2 separate regions of the Zea mays genome follow, and region 2 is linked to region 1. A link is a contact called in public Hi-C data. All regions are on one chromosome and are shown on one strand. The core of a region is the stretch at or near the end of the contact, and the rest is flanking DNA. Distances in the headings are between cores, read along the strand shown. Region 1 holds the start of LOC100383017 (PRP38 family protein). Region 2 holds the start of LOC103630076.

Evidence for each region. A called contact is a pair of places that touch in the nucleus more often than the background predicts.
Region 2: a contact with region 1 is called in a Hi-C map of ear, with 1.4 times the contacts expected there. The contact joins the promoter of LOC103630076 here to the promoter of LOC100383017 in region 1. A contact is called at or near these places in 3 of 25 Hi-C or Micro-C datasets (ear, endosperm and leaf).

What each region holds. Positions count from the first base shown.
Region 1 is chr6:139,025,976-139,031,712 of Zm-B73-REFERENCE-NAM-5.0, reverse strand. It overlaps LOC100383017 (PRP38 family protein), which reads left to right and starts at 3,085. Exons shown (of 5, transcript NM_001175696.1): 1 at 3,085-3,241; 2 at 4,106-4,466; 3 at 4,891-4,971; 4 at 5,050-5,121. The coding sequence starts at 4,179.
Region 2 is chr6:139,284,932-139,290,257 of Zm-B73-REFERENCE-NAM-5.0, reverse strand. LOC103630076 reads right to left here and starts at 3,529. Exons shown (of 1, transcript NM_001149262.2): 1 at 2,807-3,529. The coding sequence starts at 3,461. The coding sequence ends at 3,102. LOC100276587 reads left to right here. Exons shown (of 4, transcript NM_001351688.1): 4 at 865-1,104. The coding sequence ends at 895.

The sequences.
Region 1 (5,737 bases), core at 1,836-4,335:
CCTCAGTCTTTGGCACATAGCGCCCGACAATTCTCACTGCCCCATCCTCAGCCTCACGCACAACCGTGGCAGGATCCCGCCCTCGCACATCCAAAGCAAAAAGCGAACTTCGCACCTTCCGTCCACCCAGGGAGGGCATCTCGCGAGGGCATACTTCGCCCAGCGCCCATCCATGCGCCAAGGGCCACACCTCATACCCTATGAATTCCTCAACTAGATCGCGCCCACTACTCGTGCGGGCAGCGATCCGAAGGGCCCTTTCATTTTCATCATCCTCCGCCACTTCAAATGGCGGGTACGCCACATAATAATGAGAACACATAATGGCGGCGGGGAGCCCTGGGTGATCTTCGACTTCAGCCTCCGAAACATAGAACCAGTAGTCCCACCAGTTGCCCCACTTATTTCGAGCACAGGGGACCAGCTCCACAACTTCCATCGAAGTCTTCCCGGACTTTGGCGTGAAAGTGCACGATCCGAATTGCGCAATCTTATGTCCATTTTTTCTCTTCTGCCAGCGCAGACAATATTGCTTGGCGAAGACCTCCATCGAAGGCTGACCGCCATACGACGTCGTTGCCCAGACATACTTCGCCAACGACCACGATGTTCGGTGTCAGCTGATGAACCTGGACTTCGAACTTCTGCAGAACCTCCGACACAAAACGATGCGCGGGCATACGAAGGCCGGCGATGAAAAATGCCTAAAAACAACCAATTCGCCCTCGGGCTCGGGAACCTCCTCTGCCCCCGGGACGTGCCCAACCCCGCCGCCAATATACCCTAACCGTTGCATATCTTGCACGCGGACCAACGACATCCGCGAAACACCGAATTCCACCGTATCACCCGGTCATAATTCCGCTGCCGCCACAGTGCCCGAGAGATCTTCGGAAGACGCCTCGGCCGTCGGCGTGGTCGCAACAGACGAGGAGGAAGACGTCATAGCTACGTACCGTCGACGGCGGCGCGCGGTCTGCTTCACGCGGGCCAGTTCTCCGATGAACAGGAGCAAGGAGGGCAGACGAGCAGGCGAGCAGTTTGGAAGGGAGGCTAGGGTTTTCGCGGCGCGCAGAAAGGTAAATTTCAATCTGCGCCGCCCCGCCCCCTTTATATACACAGGGCGCGACGCTTCGGTAAGCCCGCAATCCAACAGTGCGGCGTCAATCAACGGTCATGTCAAAAACCCCGTGGAACCACTTCGAGCAAGGGCAGCGTCTCCACCATCTAGCGACGCCTTCGACACCAGATGACTTAGTCGAACTGGTCCCTCAGAGGGCAAATGTTGGGGCGAAGGCGAAGACGCCACCCTTCGCTCGATGCCTTCGCCAGCCTCGCTGCACCAACGGAGACAAGACGACTGGCAGACTTTACCCTTCGTCCCACTCGTCGCTGGACGAAGGCCTATGACGAGGTCATCCCATCCCGTGACCTCGTCCAACATGGAGGCCCACGTGTGATCCGGCCCATTGTAACAGGCCCTGCGTGGCCGCTGCGCATTACGGGCCTAATTTGTAAAGGTTTCCATGTAATTACAGTCTGTAACCCTGCTTTATGAGAATATTCCGGGGATAACCTAGGCGCCTGAGGGCACATGCGTCCTTAACTCAGGATGCTGGGCACTCAGGTACCTATAAATACCCCCGCACAGTACCCTTGAGAGGCTAGATTAACAGAGCTATTGCCATCTCGAATTGAAACCTTGTTTACGTTGCTTTTACTCTCCCGTTGGATCAACTTGCCCAAGAGAGCAAGTTCCAACACCAGCCTCGTGAGTAGTCCCGCATTTTCCTCTCTCTACTTTACCTTTCGTGCACGTGATGGTTGTGGAACCCGTGGATCATGGTGAAAAATGATCAGCATAAATTAATCTAAGTACACATGAATGACATTTTACATGAATTAATATATACACAATAATCCTAGATAATTGATTTCCTAATTAATATACATTCAAGAATTTGTCCTAGTTAATTACGTCATGTTCAAATTATATGCAAAAGAGTAAATAAATATGGTACTTTATGGATTTTGTTAACATTGCAGATATAGAGGATAAAATTTAGAGAACGTTGTTGGAGATGGAAACAATATAGAGAATAGAGTCTTTTAGAGAGTGTTGTAAATGATATGAAATATTTCTTTAGAGGATGGAATTTAGGGCACACCGTTGGAGACAATATAATAGTAAAGATATAGAGATTATCATCAAATCAAATGAAAATTGTGAAAAAAAATGATCCAACTCGCTTGCTTCACTTCTCTCTCCTATTAGAGCATCTCCAACAACGTGACTTATAAAAATGCCCTATAATTTAAAAATGATTATATATTTTATAGAATTTAGGGCAAAAAAAACATTCCACTCTATCAGTAAAGTCTCAAATCTAGATTATAAGGAAGCGCGCTACAGTGTAGTATATTTAAGGCACTTAAGAGAGTGCCCTATAAATTTTTGACTAAATTTTATGAAATGATACACTGTTAGAGTAGTTTTCCTTATAGAGCCTCATATTTAAATTTGAGTCACCAGTTTAAGATATTGTTGGAGATGCTTTGGGAGGGTTTCACTTAAATAATTTCATCTTCGATTTTCTAGCTTCTCCATAAAACAACTCCAACAAATTGTTAAAATAGGCTCGAGAAGTGTTTGACTTGCACATAGACTTCAACTTCTACAATACAATTGATTAGTGGCTGTCATGAGTTATGTAACTAGTGGCGTGGTAAGTAATTTTCATGCAACTTTACGAGATGATATAAAAACAGTTGTTGTGAAACAATCTTTGAGGAGCTTCAAAAAATCTTTAAGCTAGAGATATAAGTATTTAGAAAACATTTAGATAAATTATTTTATTTATTATTTAGATTAAACATATTTTTAAAATTAATTAAATTAATATTATAAACTACAGTAAAGCTAAATCTGGTTTGAATGAAAGAATAAAGCTCTCCCAAACAAATCCGAGAGGAGCAAACTGAACTGAAAAATATATAAAATACAGGCACGGCCGCCTCGCATCGCGGCCCTTAACGGAACAATACTTATCTTTTTCCCTGCCCCCGCGGCCGCCGCCCCGAACGCGCACGCCTCCTCCGCCGAAGCCAAGCAAACCACCGACCTCGACGGAGTCTTCTAGCCGTCACCCTCGTTGTCGCCCTGCTCCTCCTCTCAGCCGGTCCGGCCGGCGGCGTGGCGTGAAGATCAATCCGGACCCGGAACGAGTTCCCTCTTTTGCTGGTAATAAGGAAACCCTAGCTTGCTTTTGCATGGGTTGTTGTAGGATCTAGTCCCGTTTTACGTGCTCTTCTATCGAACCGTGAGGAGCCTCCTGGTGGATTTCACTCGCCCGGTTTGCTCCTTATTTTGTTTTCCGTATCGATTCGATTGGTAGGCGATGGTAGCGGTTTATTCCTAGAGATTTTGCGCGCGTTGAATCCGCTACGACCTCGGGCCGTTTCTGATGGAATTGGTTTGCTACGGACTTGTTTTTTGTTGTGCTAGATAGAATCGTAAGAGGTGTTTAATTGGGTTAGGGCTATGCGAATGGCAAACATCTGCAGCAGCATCCCTACCATAGTAAACGGTGAAGAATTCGTCTGGTTTACTTGGGTCAGGGTTACATATATGCATAACCATTATATTGGTGGAAGATCTTAGTACTTCATGAATTCTTGTAGGCTACTCATGCTCAAATGGGTTACGCAGGTTACTATATAGGCCTTGTATAATTGATAATTCAATCATTTGGATATGTACCATGAGGTAAATATGAGTTAGGATCTAATGAAAATAATGCTATATTTTTAACTGTGAGTTGAATTTTGATGTGAATGTAAATATGGTGTCGTTAATTATTCTTCACTAGTATGAGCACAGTGGAAAGCGATGCAAGTTTAAATTGGCATGTTGGGGGCAATGTGGTGGTTTCAGCCATAGGCCAAGGAAAGGGACCATTTTTCACTAGATAGATTGCTTGTATAGAAACAAATGATCTGTCATCTGTATATGGCTATATGCTCACCCTATTGTTTAGCAGAAATTCATTCGTTCACTCCTTGGTTTTGCTGTACCTTTCTTATTCCCTGACTTTACTGTGTGCAGGTTACATAAACTTTGGAATAGGAGGATATCCCATATTGATCTTTGTGATTGAGATTGATTTTTTTTCTGGAAAATGGAGATACAAACTTCAGGGAAGCCCATTGATGTGCTGATGGAGAAGGTTCTTAGCATGAACATTCTGTCTTCTGATTACTTTAAGGAGCTCTATAGGTTGAAAACCTATCATGAGGTCATCGATGAGATCTACAACACTGTCAAACATGTGGAGCCTTGGATGACTGGCAATTGCAGAGGCCCCTCCACTGCATTCTGTCTTCTATACAAGTTCTTTACCATGAAGCTTACTGTCAAACAGATGCACGGTTTGTTGAAGCATCCTGACTCCCCACACATTAGAGCTGTAAGTTTCTGTTTCCTGCCCTTCTGTTTGCTGATGCTGAATGTCTTGCTTCATGGCCCTGTATCTATTCATTAGGCATGAGGTTAGTGTATGAATCTATATGTTTATTGGGATGATTATAAAACTTATTTCGGAAGTATTTTTTGCAATGAAAAATCTTACATTCCTTGCGAATCACTTGTACATAATTTTGTGCTTACATTTTGGTTATAGCCACTAACGGTCCGACAACTTGTTTCTTTGGATGGACTTGTGGCTGAATTTCTTGGTCCTAGGACACGGGGATGACAAAGTTTGCAAGAAGTTCATAGTGTACCAGTCTGTGCTTTGGAGTTGTGAGCATTTTGTTTTTTTTGTCTTTACTAAGCCTGTTAAATACTAAAATATTTTGTGTCGAATGACTGTTTTGCGCTATTTGGTGCAGATTGGTTTCTTGTATCTTCGGTATGTTGCAGACCCAAAGGTTCTTTGGATGTGGTATGAGCCCTATTTGAGGGATGATGAGGTACATGGTACTTTTCCCACTTTTTTAGAACTGTTGAGTATGAACCAGAGCTGAATCATTTGCATTTATTTAACGCAGGAGTTCTCCCCCGGATCTAATGGCCGCAAGACAACCATGGGTGTTTATGTGCGTGATCTTATACTTGGACAGGTCTGTTTCTTAACTTCTGCATTCAGAATGGAAATAAGCACACTGTTTTTACAATCAATTTCTGTGCCCACATTTTCATTTGCTTCCTAGAGTTTTTGGTTTTCTGCTGGCCACCTTGATTTATGATAATGTTTGCACTAAATTAACGATAAAGTGATACATATTTATGATACATACATTGCTATAACTCATGATGACATTTACCATAATGTTATAGTAAATCACTTAGGAGGGAGTTACAATATCTTGTAAATTAGTATAGCTGTTATCGCAATAACCAACTACAGAATATATATACACACACACACACATTATACACACACATGTCACCTTAGGTGAAGCTTCACCCAGCCAGTAATAATCAATAATTACTGAATAACCTTAAATAATAATTACTGAGTGGGTGAAGCTTCACCTAGGGTGACAAATAGCGCTGGCATCCCATACCGGATTATGATTATGTTATGACCGGCATCCCATACTGCCGTCGCAACACAAGAGTTTGTTTAGGTTGTTAGTCTCGGATAGAGTTTGTTCAGGTTGTTAGTCTCGGATAGAGTTTGTTAAGATCGGGTTGTTAGTCTCAGATAGAGTTTGTTGCTATGATCGAGTTTTT
Region 2 (5,326 bases), core at 2,280-4,779, 260 kb before region 1:
CAGGAACTTCTAGTTTCACACCTACTATGAAGTGCTCGTTACATGTAAATGTTAGCAATAGCATCCTGGTTATGCATTACATAGAAAGGTAGGGAGTGGACCTAAATAGGTTGACAGTTTCTGTCTGAAAGGTATCCCTTCTTTATTGTCGTTTTTGCTTGTGCAAACTGGTTTGCATTGCCAATGTTTGTGAACAGATCTGCTGTACTTCCTCCGTTTTTTATATTTGTTGCCCATTAGTTCAAAAATGAACTAGCGGGCGACAAATATTTGAGAACGGAGGTAGTACCATTTAATTGTGATTGTGCATGAATACATATCTTCCTATATGCTAATGATAAGATGTACTTTTCAGCTGACCTGCCATGCCTGATGGATAGGCAAAGTATTTTTCATATTGACCCATTTATCGCAACTTCCACGTTGTCTATGTTTGGTTTGTCCATGTACTCAAGGTTACAGATAAACCTGCTTGATGAAGATAATTCTGATTATTTATAGCTGTTTTCTGAAGACCTTATTATTTTAGTTGTTAAAGCTATGTGAGAGGAACCCACAAAGTTGTACTACGTAGTCCCTATCCGGAATTGGCACCATATTTTCATGCTGATCTTGTTTGTGCAAACTGGTTTCCAGATCTTTTTCTATCACTGTCGATGCGACCTGCCATCCCAGATGGCGACGTTAGCATTCCCTATTAAACTTGTTCTTGCAGCTTCCACGTTTCTCGGTTTGTCCACATGCACAAAGTTACAGACACGCTTTCTTCACGTGGATAAACACGTAGTATCTTTTGGCAGTGAAGGTCTACGCTAGTGTAATTTGACCTGGACGTACTAATGTGATTTCTTCTTGTCTTTTCAGATCGGAACTGTATGATGTGGAGAGCAAATGATGGGCATCCCTCGAAGGATGAGGGGATAAGTTTTCAGGTAGCAAAATTTGATTCCATCGGGATTCCAGATTGTTGGATGAGAGCTGACATGGCAATTCAGACTAACTAGTGTGCTATGTACCCATATGTTTTCTTTGGTCTTGCTATTATGTTTGGCAAAAGGATGGAATGGTTGAGCAAATAAAGTAATTCCAGATTGAGAAATATTTTCAGCGATGGTATTCCATTTAGTGCTTGTTTGGGAGAGCCGAAGGATTGTGAGAGGATTGAAAGGGTTAATATCATCCGAGGATTTTAGCCTCTTCAATCCCGTTCAATCCTCTAGCTTCCAAACGATTCCTTACATGCTCGTGTTGGCTAATTTTGTAATTTCGATTGTATCCATGATATAGTATATTACTCTCTCCGTCCCAAATTAAAATTTCTTTTAGATAATTAATGAATCTATATAATTTATGTATTTTTTATGTCTAGATTTATTATGGTCTATTTAATATAGACATAAAAAGTAAGAGCTAAAATAAATATTATTTTTGGATCCGGGGAGTACTATAGTGTGATCCGGCTGATTGAACTGATGTTGATTTAAGGTTGGGAGTCTTAAAAGCGAAAACATGAGGACATCCACTAGGTAACGAGTACGATGGGCCGGCTGGCTTCCTGGTGGCTTTGTAGAGTTTGTTCTTCGAAAAAAATAGAAATACCTTGTGAAAATGAAATTAGTTTTTTCTAAAAAAAATAGAAATACCTTGTAAAATTGGAGTTCCTAACCTAGCACTGAGTCGAAGAAACGGGGTGATGATTATATGACGTAATATGAAACAAAGATAGATTGCAAACTTAGGCTAGCTCTAGCAAGGTCTTTAGAGGTTTTGTACCCTAAATATAGAGGATCAAATAACTCTCTACGCTCTCTAGCAGCGTCCTCTAAACGGTCCTCTAAATTTAGAGAACGCTGCTGGATTCTCTATATTTAGAGTTTCTCTAAACGGTCATCTATCTATTTGAATATTTTAAATAAACGGTTTAGTAAAACTAAAATATATACAATATATTTGAGAGTATGATAAATAGGTATGTAAAAAATAAAAATAAAAAATGTCTTTAATATAGATATTTGAGTATAGATGACGTGATTTAGATGACGTTGTTGGAAAGAAGGAGATATAGAGAATATAATCTTTTAAAGGAGACTGTAAAGGAGACTCTGTAAAAGACGGATACAGAGAAACGTTGCTGGAGACATCCTTAGGGCGTGATGCAACTGCAGCATTTGTTCGGTTCTTGTTATCACCGTCATTGAGCTCTATCGCTGGCATTCGGCGAGGTTTGTCCATTGTACAGCTGATCTGGTAGCGATGTTTAGTTGGCTACGCGTCAAGCCGTGAAGAACTGGTTTGGACTTGGTTATTCTTCACGAATGGTCTTTGACATCTCTCATCGCTGGTACGGATTGAACAACTGTCTGCTGCTTGAAACATGTTAAGCTTTGAAGGATGCTGCTCCTGCGGTTTATAGAAAAAAAAAAGAATATTGCAAAAAGAAAAAGTTGCCCCCCTCTGATAATGATATTTTTTCAGTTGTTAGCGAATACTCATAGTGAAAGATTCCATGTTCCCTCGGCTTTAATAAGCACGTCATGTTGGCTAAAATAATCTGCTGTTTCTGCACGGGCCGGCCACTTGCTCCATTTTTGCTGGACAGATCTGCGGCGTCGATGGTGCACTGGATCGATCGAGTTTTGGTTAGCGTGTTGGCTTAAATTAATGATGGGAGGTCGGTGTCTGCGATTACTAGTTGAATTATTATAGATATGTCGATGTGATGATTGACTCGGGAAAACCAAATAGTATCTGTCACGCTACCACATCTGACATTGGAGCATTAATTTAGCAACAACTAATAAGAGAGGGAACTTTGAAGAGTAACAGTACTAGTACATAGTAGTAGGTTGCAGCAACGCTTCGCGGATCTGCGCAGATCGGGCACATCCCGGAGCGGCCGCCGCGGTGGACAATGGGAGGGAGGGGTAGGGCGCCTCATAAAACCAGCAGATCCCTGCCCCTCCTGCTCCACGACGACGACGACGACAATGGGGTAGTGGAAACAAAGACATCCCCGAAAATGAAGGCGAAACCAGTATACACAAAAGCGGGCGGAGCTCTAGATCTACGGCGGCGGCCAGCTGGCCGGCCGGCCGGCCGGTTTAGGCGGAGCGGGCGAGGCGTGAGGCGATGGCGGAGTGGTACATGGCGTCGTGGAAGGACTCCGTCTGCGCCATCCGCGCCCGCAGCTGGCGGGCCTTCTCCTCCGTCAGCCCCCCCACGAACTGCCTGCGCGCCGCGGCCGCGTCGTCATCCTGCAGCACCGCCGGCACCGGGGCCGGGGCCTCAAGGTAGTCGGCCTTCCCCGACCACCCCAGCAGCGGCGCCCACCACCTGCCACCCTCCGCCGCCGCCGCAGTGGCGCGGATCGCGGCGGCGCGCGGCCGGACAGCGGAAGGGGCCCGCACTGGGCGGGCGGGGAAGGAGGAGACGGAGGCGGGTGCGCACGGTGCCATCGCCATTCCGGTCGGGCTGGGACGCTTCGGTGGGGTCGCTTTGGGGCGCTGGGTTTTGCGATGAGACGGCGAGATTATTGCTGATTGCTGTCGGAGGCCTAGGGTCGGTCCGGTATTTATAGCAGGGAGGGAGCCGGAGCGGATGGGGGAGGAGACGGACACGGACGGATGGATAAGACCACCGCGTGGACACGTGGTCCGCGTCGTTAAACGCGGTGCGTAAACGGTTGCTTATTTCTGGGTGGGATTAGGTCACTGGCGCGTGGGTCCAGGCTGTGGGCCGCGGCCTTCGTGCGGTGCTCCCTGTCTCTTCTGCCGTGACGGTGATGCACTCCGGAGCGGTTAATGCCACGGACCACACGTCTGAAATTAGGTCTTCTAGAAGGGAACAAATCGATAATGACTGGTTAATTCCTAGTACTAGTAGTGAAGAAAAAGTTTTGTTCGAAACTTTTACACCGTTGTACAATTTAGATACATCGGTTCTAGTAGAATTACAACTTAAAAATAGTATTTGGTACGTCAGAATTTAGTAGCAACAAATTCCACATAAAGCACAACAGGGGGAGCAACAGTGCAAGACTAGATACAAAGTAAACCACACATATATGTGATGTTTGGTTCAGCTTTTTTCTGACCAGCTTTTTCGAGAATCTAGCTGTGTGAAGAATCTAGCTGTGTAGAGAATCTGAGTATCAGTAGTATTACGTGCGGAGAAAGATAAAGTTGTCCATGAGGCTCAGGATCTATAAAGTGACGGATTACTACTATTGCGACGATTCAACCGATTATATGTTTATGTTGATTTTGAATGGTTTTTACACAAACGAATTTTATAGAAGTTGGCTGAAAAGCTGAGTGTTTGTCAGTCCGCAGCAACTTTTGGTGGCCAGAAGCTGCAAAAAACCGAAACAAACAGGGGTATAGTCCCGTCAGCCCCCACCCCCCACACACACATAAATAAGCGCTAACTGAAACACATCTAAGATGTTGTTTGGTTCACGAAATATAACGTAAACGGTAATGATAACAATACACATTCGAATACCGATGATAATAAGTTTGAATATGCCGATACCGGTTACTAGTGTGATATCTAATTACGATTAGACTTAAACAAACATGATTTAACGTTATTTGTTACTCATTACATTATAAATACGTGAACTAAACAGTGACTATAGTTGGCTTTTTATATTGAGTATCCTCTTGGGCCAATGCTTCAAAAGCACAACTAAGCATGTCATACGTTGAATTCCATTGAGTGGTGACATTTAGTAGAGAATAGTCTATAAAATTAGTCTAATAAATTTTATTATAGAAACTAAAGATAAAGTAATACTTGTATGCAGAAACGCATGCCTTGATCTAATTTTTAATTTATTTCTCACTTAGTACCGTGAAAAACGATATGAACAAACATAGTGAAGCTACTAACGAGAAATAGAACACTCAACGCAAGATTATGTAGACTATAAAAATACAATGGGTAGATCTTTACTATTATAAAAATACAGTGGTTATTTTTTATAAAAGACCAACTACTCATAGTTATGTGAATTGAAATTACGTTAATTAGCGCTCTCTTTTTCACCCGTCGGTATCTCAAAGTCCATCTTACCACACCGCCGTCGCTTCCTAGGAGTCCACACCGCCGCCGCTCCTTGAGAGTCCACACCGCCGTTCGAGAAGCCCAGGGCCGTGGTCAAGAAGGTCCTCGCGGAGTCGCAGCCCGAGGGGCAGGGCAACACCGTCAGCAGGAGCATCGGCAGGTACGTAGCTTGCAGCAAAAGAACAAGCGGAATAACATTGCGTTTCCGAGGGGAATAACACTGTATTTTTAATACTTTGTACCAACAATCTCTTTTGGA